2 separate regions of the Zea mays genome follow, and region 1 is linked to region 2. Evidence: chromatin contacts called from public Hi-C data. All regions are on one chromosome and are shown on one strand. Each heading gives the region's core, a stretch centred on a gene start, on an enhancer-like site or on the middle of the called end of the contact. The rest is flanking DNA. Distances are from core to core; before and after follow the strand shown. Region 1 holds the start of LOC100273806. Region 2 holds the start of LOC100192567.

Region 1 (5,114 bases), core at 903-3,402, 200 kb before region 2:
CTACCTCCACTGTATGTTGTATTGAATATGTCTGAGAGTCTGAGAGTCCAAGTTGGGTGTGTCTTGTTACATTGTGTGCCTTCCCTTTTATAGCTCAAGGGAGGCACATATAAGGATGTTGAGCCCCGACATGTGGGCCTAGGAGTATAATGGAAGGAATACATCATTGGAGTAACTAATGCAGGTGACGCCCATGCAATCTCTAGGCCCATGTTGTCCGTAGCTCGCGCAGTATTGATATGCGACAGCAGCTTCCTTGTTAACGTGCGAGTAATGATGAGCATAGTGCACGCGACAGTATGGGCGTGCCGCCTGCCAGTGGAATGGACAGGCACGCCGCCTGCGGAATGGATAGGTCGCCGCCTGCCATCGGAATGGACAGGTCTCATTAAATGCTGAGGCGGCACACCGCCTGCTAGTGGAATGGATAGGTCTCATTAAATACAGAGGCGGCATAGCCCAGAGGCCTTACGTCAGGCTCCGCCCGTTGGCTTACGTCACGTGCAGTAGGCCACGTGGCAGCATCGGGTCTCCGCCTGGGCGGGGAGCAGGAGTGTATGCGAACAGGTCCTCACCAGACTAGGTCTGGACACGTGTCGGTACCGGACCCCCACCTGGGTCCTGTTCAAGGCCAGTGTAAGTTCCGTCCTGGGACTTTGGGACCCCATTGCGGGCGGCCCGGACCCCATACGGGAGGGTCCGGATCCCATACCAGGGGTCCCGCTTGCATACGTGGCGGTCCTGGACCAACCCTAGAGGTCCGGACTGCATATCCAGGGGTCCGGCGCTCTCCCGTTGGGGTCCTGGCCCACTGTTAATGCTCTGGAGGATATCACCTTCTCTGGACACGTGGCGGCTCCGGACCCACCCATGTGGTGGAGTCGGGTGCTGCTGTGGACCCAGAGTAGTCGCCCGAGACTGGGACGAGTCATGGCCTGGTCCCACACACAGCACCATTACCACGCGACTAAGAGATAGCCGTGTGGCACTGTGACTTTATACAGTATTAAGGGGTACCCTAGTTTCAGGGTACCGACAATGCACATGAAAGTTTAGTGTACATGGTGCATATATTAAATCATCACCACTCATCTTAGATCTAACATTTTTATTTGTTTGGTATATTTTGCTAAGGATACTCTCCGACGTGATGAGGTGTAGTGGTGGAAGGTGTTATTTGTAAATTGCAATGATCAACCTGAGACGTTAGATTTAAGATAGATAGTGATGATTTAATATAACGAGCTACAGATTTAATATTTATTCAGTTTAATTGCCTCTTTCTTCTGCTGAGGTTAAAGTTAGTTTTTTCTTTTCTTTCAAAGCTACACCCATGTCAAATGTTTTCAAAGCTACGCCAGGCCAAAGTTCATTTGTAGTATATTTCGAAAAGATGGTACGAAAAATAGCCAAGCCGAGGAGCAAAAAAACAGAGAGAGAGAGAGAGAGAGAGTTAGAGAGAGAAGGCCTCAGGAAATTTGCAGAAAATGCCAAGCAACGAGTTTGTTGCAATTGAATTCTATCGCCAACAATCAATAATCTCCACTGGTTGAACAACCATCCCCACTCGGCCCTCCATGAATTAATTATGAATGATCCAATGCAATTCAATTCTGATGATGATGATACAGCTGCTTATGCCTACGCAAGCAATGCAAGCAGCCAGACATCACGCCATCATCCGTCAACTGCATCTCTTGTTGCATCTTGCATACCATCTAACATCTGCTCCAGCTGGCTGCCACTGAGATGTCACTATCTTAATCATTATTTTAAACTCCACTCTATAAATAAAATAGTGTAATCTATAACACAAAACAGTACACGGCCTACTGGAGATGAGAGTAGTGCTGACCTCGGTCGAGAGCTCTTAAATTTGATGGCGGCCTTGCATGCATGGCGTCACTCAACACGGCTGGCAGCCGTTTCACGTCCTGTCCTGAAGCCTTTTTGACCATGCAGCCGTCCGTGGTTTCGATCTGGTGGCGACGATGGATCGGAGCGGAGCCGAGGGCCTTCGATCGATCTCTCACATCGTCTCTCTCGGGAGAAAGATTCCAAGGTCGGAAGTAATTGCTACGGCTGCTGCACCCGCCTTATAAGGGTCCGCTGCTGGAAGCCTAACCGCGTCTCGCTACTGCTTCGTCGCCGTCTCCTCAGCTCGACGCGGCTATAGCTGCACTGACCGCACCTCGACCGCGTGCCCACCGGCACCGCTCAGTGCTAGCGCGCGCTCATGGCGTCGCTTGGCCAGCTCCTCCTCGTCGCCGGCCTGGCCTTCCTGGTGCTGCTGCTGGGTGCCCAGGATCACGGGCGTGGAGAGCAAGCGACCGGCGGCGGCCCGGCCGTTGGAGCAGCAGCCGCCGCCGCTGCTCCTCCCGCGCGGGAGGCTGTAATCATCAGCCGGCACCAGCATTCGCAGCCGTCGGCCGCGGCGATGGCGGAGAGCAAGCGGCTCCCCATCCCTCCGTCCGGGCCGTCCACTAAGTGGAACTACGAGGCGAATCACGAGAAGCCGTCGTCGTCGGAGTCGGGCTCGGGCCGCCGCCGCCTCGGGTGGTGGTGGTCCCCGTGACGCGGCCGGTGGCGGTGGGTTCTTGAGAGCTGCAGAGATCTCAAGGCTCAGCTAGCGTCGTGTGTGTCGTCTGCTTCGTTCACCATCTTCTCTCCTACTAGAAAGAAATTTGCGCAGATCTCATGGAGTACTGGCAGTATTGCTGCTCTGATTAGTTTCTTGTCGAGTGTGCATGAAATGGCTGTGAGATCTGCTGATGTTTCTTTCCGGTGTAGAATGGAATCGTCTCCCCTAATAATAATTATAATAATAATACATTCTGAAGCTAAGATTGGTGCTCTGATGTTTCTTTCCGGTGTAGAATGCTATATTTCATCTTGTTGACCTTTTTACCTGATGAACTGCTCCAGCAGAAAGAAACCTAATTACTAGCCATTGCTCTTGAAGACTTGTAGCAGTGTTCAAAACCAGGCACGCTGAGGCTGAGCAATGTTTTAAGGTCCTGTTTGGTTCGTAATGTGCCACACTTTAGTCATCCGAATTGAATAACTAACTTTAGACGAAAAAGATAGACAAAGTGCGACAAATTAGACAGTAAACCAAACATGTCCTAAATCTTTGGCTATACATGACATTTAGCAAATGCCCTCTCTAACAACTAATAGAGGAGCTAAATATGGAGGCCATATATATACCCGGCTATCGCCGCTAAATTATACATGAACATACAGATAGCTTGATCTACTTCAAACTGGCTACAGCCTACAGCAGACGGCAACTACAGCCAGAGATTTGAAGCCTTTTGGCACTGACACTGACACAGGTGCTCCTTGCTCAGGCCTTGAGTTTTCAGGCACAGTTTCCCATCGATTTGCTGCTCAGGTGTCAGGTGATCGTCCCGGCTGTTCTGAATTTTCATGGTACAGAGTTCAGAACCAACCACGGTGCCACAAAGACCTGAAAAATTAAGTCAATTCGCTTGGTTTTAATATATAGCGGTTTCTCTACGGTGTTTTTTGTCTATATAAATTACAACTACAACAGTCTAAACAGCCGATTTTAATCTAAAGAGAAAGAACAGTCCCAAAGCAGCATGCATATCAGGTACTACTAGTGATAGTGATACCATGAGACACTTATGGGACCAAGTTCAATAAGGCTTAGGAATTAGGAGTACAGCCACTATTTGGCCACTGACATGCACACCCATGCTACACATGTAACAGAAGAAACTAGAGAAAATATACAGAGCTTCTAAAACGGGCCTGGCAAGCTTCAACCCCTAAACCTAGCTACTACTAGCCATGAAGAATACCACGTAAGCCATGGGGGAATGATATGGGTTGGAACATCTAGAAAGGAATACATGTCTTAGGTTCATACTTCAATGGAAATATATAGTGAGTTGTTGCCATGGCTTGCATGCAGATACCAACTATATATGAAGAATATAGGGAGACTCGCACATAACCCTAATAAAACGAACATATATAATAAACATCATATGCTAAACTTGCGAGGACAATGGGAAATATTGGAAAATTTTCAGTTTTATTTAGGTTTTATGATAGTAATCATCATTGTCAAATAAAATTGTTGTGTTGTTTTTAGCATAACATCTTGTGCGCACTACATATCCTAGCTTTGATATGATCTTACCATGGTGTCACCATTCCTAAATAAGCATGTTATGTGATCTATAACGTAACATCTTGTGCGCGTTATATAACCTAACTTTTAGGATCTTACGATAACGTCCCTACTATTAAATAAGTTGTCGAGTTGTTTGACGTGACATGCAAGATATATCTCTAGGTGGCATGCCTTTCAAGATACGACTAAAGTTATAAATATATCAATCACGACAAACAAACATACAATTTCACTTTTAGGGTTTTACGCGATAGAGTATGTCATTCTCTATAAATGATCAAGCCCCGACAAAAGTAGACAATTTCGCTTGTAGGGTTTTACGACAGAGTACGCCATTCTCCATAAATGATCAAGCCCGGACAAAAAAAGTCAATTTCGCTTCTAGGGTTTTACGACAGAGTACGTCATTCTATATAAATGATCAAGCCTGGACAAAAATAGGCAATTTCACTTCTAGGGTTTTACTACGAGCCCCGACAAAAATAAACTCATCAAAGAGACGTGTGGCATTGCATTTAAGGCACCTCAATGAGTACCATAAAGGCAATACATATAGAATCTTGTAAGATGTTGACATTTCTTCCACAATGTGATTTAATAGTAAATTGTACCTTTATGGATACCTTACTGAACATGTATATGATACCAAAGTATCTCTAGTTATTCTGTTTGAACATGTACTTGAATGTGTAGTTGGTATCTGCCACTTGCTCTCGTAAACTCACCATGAAAAATGCATGTTTCAAAAAAGAAAACAAGTAAATAAACCACACACCATAGAATTTTATATACAAAACCAAATTCAGGTAAATACTCGTGGCAACGCCAAGAAATCAAGAGTTTCTTTACCCTCTATGCATGTGAGAAAACATTGGAGTTGCGACATTTTGAAATGTTCCAAAAAGACTATAGATTTTCTTAAAACTGCGTTACTTATCTTTTTATT
Region 2 (4,942 bases), core at 680-3,179:
CACAAGCAAACAAAACTAGGAAACAACGAAAATGGTACTCCAAAGACCATGCATCAGATTTTAGGACAATTGGTTGCTGGATCCAAAGGCCATACACCAGATTTCCAGGAAAGCACGCAGTTTAAGTATGGCGTTGAAAGCAAATAAAACTGGATAACTTAAATTGCTCAACCATGAGCCGGCAAACAGTATGACATCCAACAAACTAAAAGAGTGCAATTCTTGTCATACCCCCAATGTCTCAAATACCACCAACCATAGTTACCATACTACTGCATTATTGCCTAAAATTGAATGGTCACTTTACAGAAGGCTAAGCTTGCTTGCATGAAGTAGTGTTATACAAGTAAATCCTGAGTGAATCCTGATCACGGAAGCACTAAATTTGCCAAGAAAATGAACAAATGCAGTTACATTGAGGGGGTAACTGTAAGCTTGAGGCTTGGAAGCCTTAAAATCTGTACATCGCTGAAACAACATATCCCAACTTCAAATGACAGTCTCGTGATGCAGCATTGTCTGGAGTACCACTTCTACCCGCGAGCAAACAATTCTCAGGAAGACGACAAAAAACAACGGGTGTAGTCATTAATATGGCGTTACTCCAGCATTTTAAACAAAAGATACACCTTCCCGCCGTTTTATAGTTAATGTTCGTTAGCTCAAAATATAAAAAGAGGGCGGGAGTACATGGTTAATTGGTTATCCGTTATGTTACTCATCTCTCATGAATGCCTTTTGAGAAGTTTGGGTCTAGGAAAATACTAATACCCATGCAAAAAATAGTAAACTTAATCTAGTGACGAACTCAAGACATATACTTAACCATGTGAAGAGGAACTGAAATCGCTACCGATCTCAAGCATTTGCTTATGACTCAAACTAGATAACTACGTTTTATTTCTAGTCACAATACATAAACCAAGAACAATTAAGCCTAACAACTGTCACATGGGTTACAAAGGCAATTGTCCTCGCTAGTTCAAGTGGGCATAAGCAAAGCAGGTGAAGATTTGGGCTAGCCGAGCATATCCGACAATACAAACTATTCATACACAAGACAAGAGAGGATCTGTCTCATGAAACCCTGACAGTATTAAACACCCAACGGCAGACGAAACAATTAGGGAACTTTACTTGCCATTAGAAGAAAGTAAACAAGCAACAGATTCCTGCCATTGTTCAAGGAGACCCGATCGACACTAACATTAACACTAATAGCAGCCGTCGCCGGCATCACGGAGCAGCAGCGACACATGTTTAAGCATGCCAGTGTTGCCGGCGACGAGACTGATATATAGTTGCACATCTATCACGCGAGACATGTATCAGCAATATAACAACGATAAGAAGCAGCAGCAGCAGACTAACAGTACACCGCAGGCCGGAGGGCGGGCGGTACTTTGATTGATTGTAGATCGGGTCGGTGGATGGGATTGAAATCGAAGGGAATTACCCCAGGCAGTCAGGCAGGCAAGCCAGCCAGCTACTTCTTGAGGCTGCCGCGGACCCCGGGCTTGGGCTTGGAGGTGGTGGCCTCGGCGGCGGCGGGGGTGGAGGAGTGCAGGTTGACGAGCTTCTCCGGCTCGAAAGGGAGCTTGGGATGGCGCGCCTCGTGGTGGATCTGCATGGACTTGATGTCGGGCGCCGGGGTGCGGCAGAGCGGGCACGCCAGCTTCGCGTGCCCGCCCTTGTCCTGCCCTAGCCGATCCGCCTGCCCGACCTTGCCGCCGCCCCGGTTCGTCGTCGCCGCGTCGATCTTCGCGGCGATCTCCTTCGCCGTGTGCTTCTTCGGCTTCGCCTTCCCCGTCATGGCCGACGCCTCCTCCTACTCTCGCGCTCTCGCCGCCGCGTCGCCTAACCCTACCTGTGTTTTTGTGTCCTTCGCTGTGAGGGTTTGATGAGGGCCAAGCCGGGGCCGCCAATTATTACCCTCCTGGCTCCTGCGGCCGCACACGGCTCTTCCCCGCGGCGGTAGTCGTCTCGCTTCAGCCGTCGGATCTGGAACGAGCGGTATCCATTGCGTGGGCTCGGATATATTTGGATATATTTTCCGTGTCCTACGATGTCACGTTTGGACATCACAATCCGTATCGATTTTATTAGAATTAGGGCCCCTTTGGCAGGCTCTGGCTTCTCCAAAAATAGCTTTGGCTCTGGCTCACGAGGTGAAGCCACTTCTTTAGATGAGCCAAAGTCATTCTGAAAAATTATTTGGCAAAACGACTTATAGGTTGTTTTTCAGAAAGACCCTTTTTCCGTGTCCTACGATGTCACGTTTGGACATCACAATCCGTATCGATTTTATTAGAATTAGGGCCCCTTTGGCAGGCTCTGGCTTCTTCAAAAATGGCTTTGGCTCTGGCTCACGAGGTGAAGCCACTTCTTTAGATGAGCCAAAGCCATTCTGAAAAATTATTTGGCAAAACGGCTTATAGGTTGTATAGATACTTTTATATGTATAGCTGAAATATCATTATAGAAGACGTGAGCTGGTGGGAGGGCTATTGTGCAAAAATAACGTGAGCTGAAGCCGGGTGAGCCACTTTTTTGGCTCATGCCCTCTAGTTCATTTTGGAAAAGCACTTCACTGGTGAAGCCATTTGAAAAAGAGTTGTTTAGCACAACTTTTACATTAGCCAGAGTCGAAGCTGAAAAATAAGCCCTACCAAAGGGACCCTTAGTTAGTCCTCTAAAGCAGCAGCTAACAACGGCAATGACTGCTATTGATGCAATGCAAGCAGACCTTAGATATAAGAGTCTAAGCGAGAGTTTTGATCTGTTATATTATAATTCAGTCGGTATTTCTTCCGTCCTAAAATATTAGTAGTTGTATCTCTTAATTTTTATATCTATATTCAAATAAATAATTATAAATCTAGACACACATGGAAAATACATATATTAATTATTATAAATCTATTGAAAAGTAAAATAAATTTTAATTTGAGACGGAGAGAGTTTGTTATATTTGATATTTAAAGCTTTCCATCACTAATTTGAGTAGCTTTATAAAAAAAATATTAACGAACAACAGTTTCTTCTTTGATCAGATCTAACAGACTCGTTTGCATCTAAGAACTAATTGCATAGCAGTCATTGCCGCTAACAACTAGTAGTATTTAAAGAATATAGCTAACAATTAGTAGTCTATTAGCTAACCCAAATTAAACCACACAACTAATTTTAGCTACTAACTATTAGTTTTAGAGAGTTTAAAATAGGGTGTTAGTAAAATAAAATTCGTGCCAAATGCTTGCAGGTGTATGCTCGTTCTTGGTCCCATGAAGCCTCCACCAAACGCGTTTCCACTAAACTTATTCGAATCGATAAAAAACATTTTACTTCGATGATGGTAACCAGATGACTATTTTGATGATACGAACAAGCATTTTATGTACGATTTAAAAACTGATGTTAGAGAGATATTGAACAACATGAAAAGGGATAAAACGACAGGTCCTGATGGAATTCCAATTAATATATAAAGATGCCTCGAGGATCTAGTTATAGTATAGCTAACCAAGTTGTTCAACTGTAGAACAAGATGCCAAACTGGTAGAGGAGAAATATATTAGTACTGATCTACAAGAGGGGAGATATTTAAAGTTGTAATAATTATTAGAGAATTAATTTGATGAGCCATAATATGAAGTTATGGAAGAGAGTTATCGAGCATCGTCTGAGAGGTATAATGAGGATCTTTGGAACCAATTTGATTTTATGCCTAAAATAACAACCATGGGAACTATTTTCTTAATAAAACAAGTGATAGCGTAATATAGTGAACAAAGGAAGGATCTACACATGATTTTCATTGACCTGGGGAAGACATATGAAAAAATAAGAATAAATGATGTGTAGTGGGTTTAGACAAACATAAAGTTCAACTGAAATACATTGGACTCATTAAGGACATGTACAATAATATTGAGTACTTTTTGAGTAAGTTCGAATAAGTGACAGAAACATAGATAGTTTCTGATTAGAATATGATTATGTAAGGATCAACTCTGAGCCCTTACCTTGCCTTGTGTCACACCCAGTTTTAGAAGGCAAACCGAATGCGAACCATGTATGTGTCAGGATCAGCAATTCACGTACACAGCAGTTACATAACATGGACATCATCACATAGTGCTCAAATAGTATTAAAAGGGAAATAATAGTCGATTACATCATATGTCTGAGACATCCACATAGTCTTTACAATAAATCAAAGTGCGGAAAAGAAACGTAGATATATGCGGCCTTCACAGGCAGCCGACTGGGGATTGCCGCTAACCCACGCCTAGAACTTGTCGTAATCTTGGAACTCCTGGTGGTCTCCTTCTACGGCTTCATCTTCTCCTGGGCAGTGGTTGTAATGCTGACAACCTGGGGATGGGGGGTTGGTGTGTAGAGCAAGGGTGAGTACACATCAACATACTCAGCAAGTATCATGTTTGGCTGTAGTGGACTAGCTTTATGTGGGGGGTAAGTCAAGCAGTTGTTTTTAGTTGGTCAGATTATTATTACTAGTAGAGAAAGCCAAGTTTTAAAATTAACCCACGTTTTAAACCCAAACGTACTCCTTTTCCAAACGGAAAGAGTATCACTTACCATTACCAGAGTCAAAACCAAGAACCATCAATCTCATTGCCACCTGCAAACCGAACATCTCTGATCAAGTACCACTAATCACTGGAGCTCCCTTGGCCGCTCATAACCGCGAGCACGGCTGATATATCATTTTTCAAACACTCTGCAGAGGTTGTGCACTTTACCCACAAGTCGTGATTCCCTTTCTGCCCGGAGAGAGCTACTCCCCATTGACCACTACCTAGGTGGCCCAGGAGGGTATCACTACGTAGCCTTTACAAAGATTCCCCGGGGCTGTAGCCGCCCGTTAGGTTTCCTAAATGCACAGCACTCCTCCCCAAGGGGCGAACCCAAGCTTGGG

Evidence for each region. Hi-C and Micro-C count contacts between places; a contact is called where the count stands out from the background.
Region 1: a Hi-C map of endosperm shows a contact between it and region 2, with 2.9 times the contacts expected there. The contact joins the promoter of LOC100273806 here to the promoter of LOC100192567 in region 2. A contact is called at or near these places in 2 of 25 Hi-C or Micro-C datasets (endosperm and leaf).

What each region holds. Positions count from the first base shown.
Region 1 is chr6:95,007,100-95,012,213 of Zm-B73-REFERENCE-NAM-5.0, forward strand. LOC100273806 reads left to right here and starts at 2,153. Exons shown (of 1, transcript NM_001148207.1): 1 at 2,153-2,842. The coding sequence starts at 2,237. The coding sequence ends at 2,575.
Region 2 is chr6:95,208,819-95,213,760 of Zm-B73-REFERENCE-NAM-5.0, forward strand. LOC100192567 reads right to left here and starts at 1,930. Exons shown (of 1, transcript NM_001137782.2): 1 at 1,037-1,930. The coding sequence starts at 1,813. The coding sequence ends at 1,487.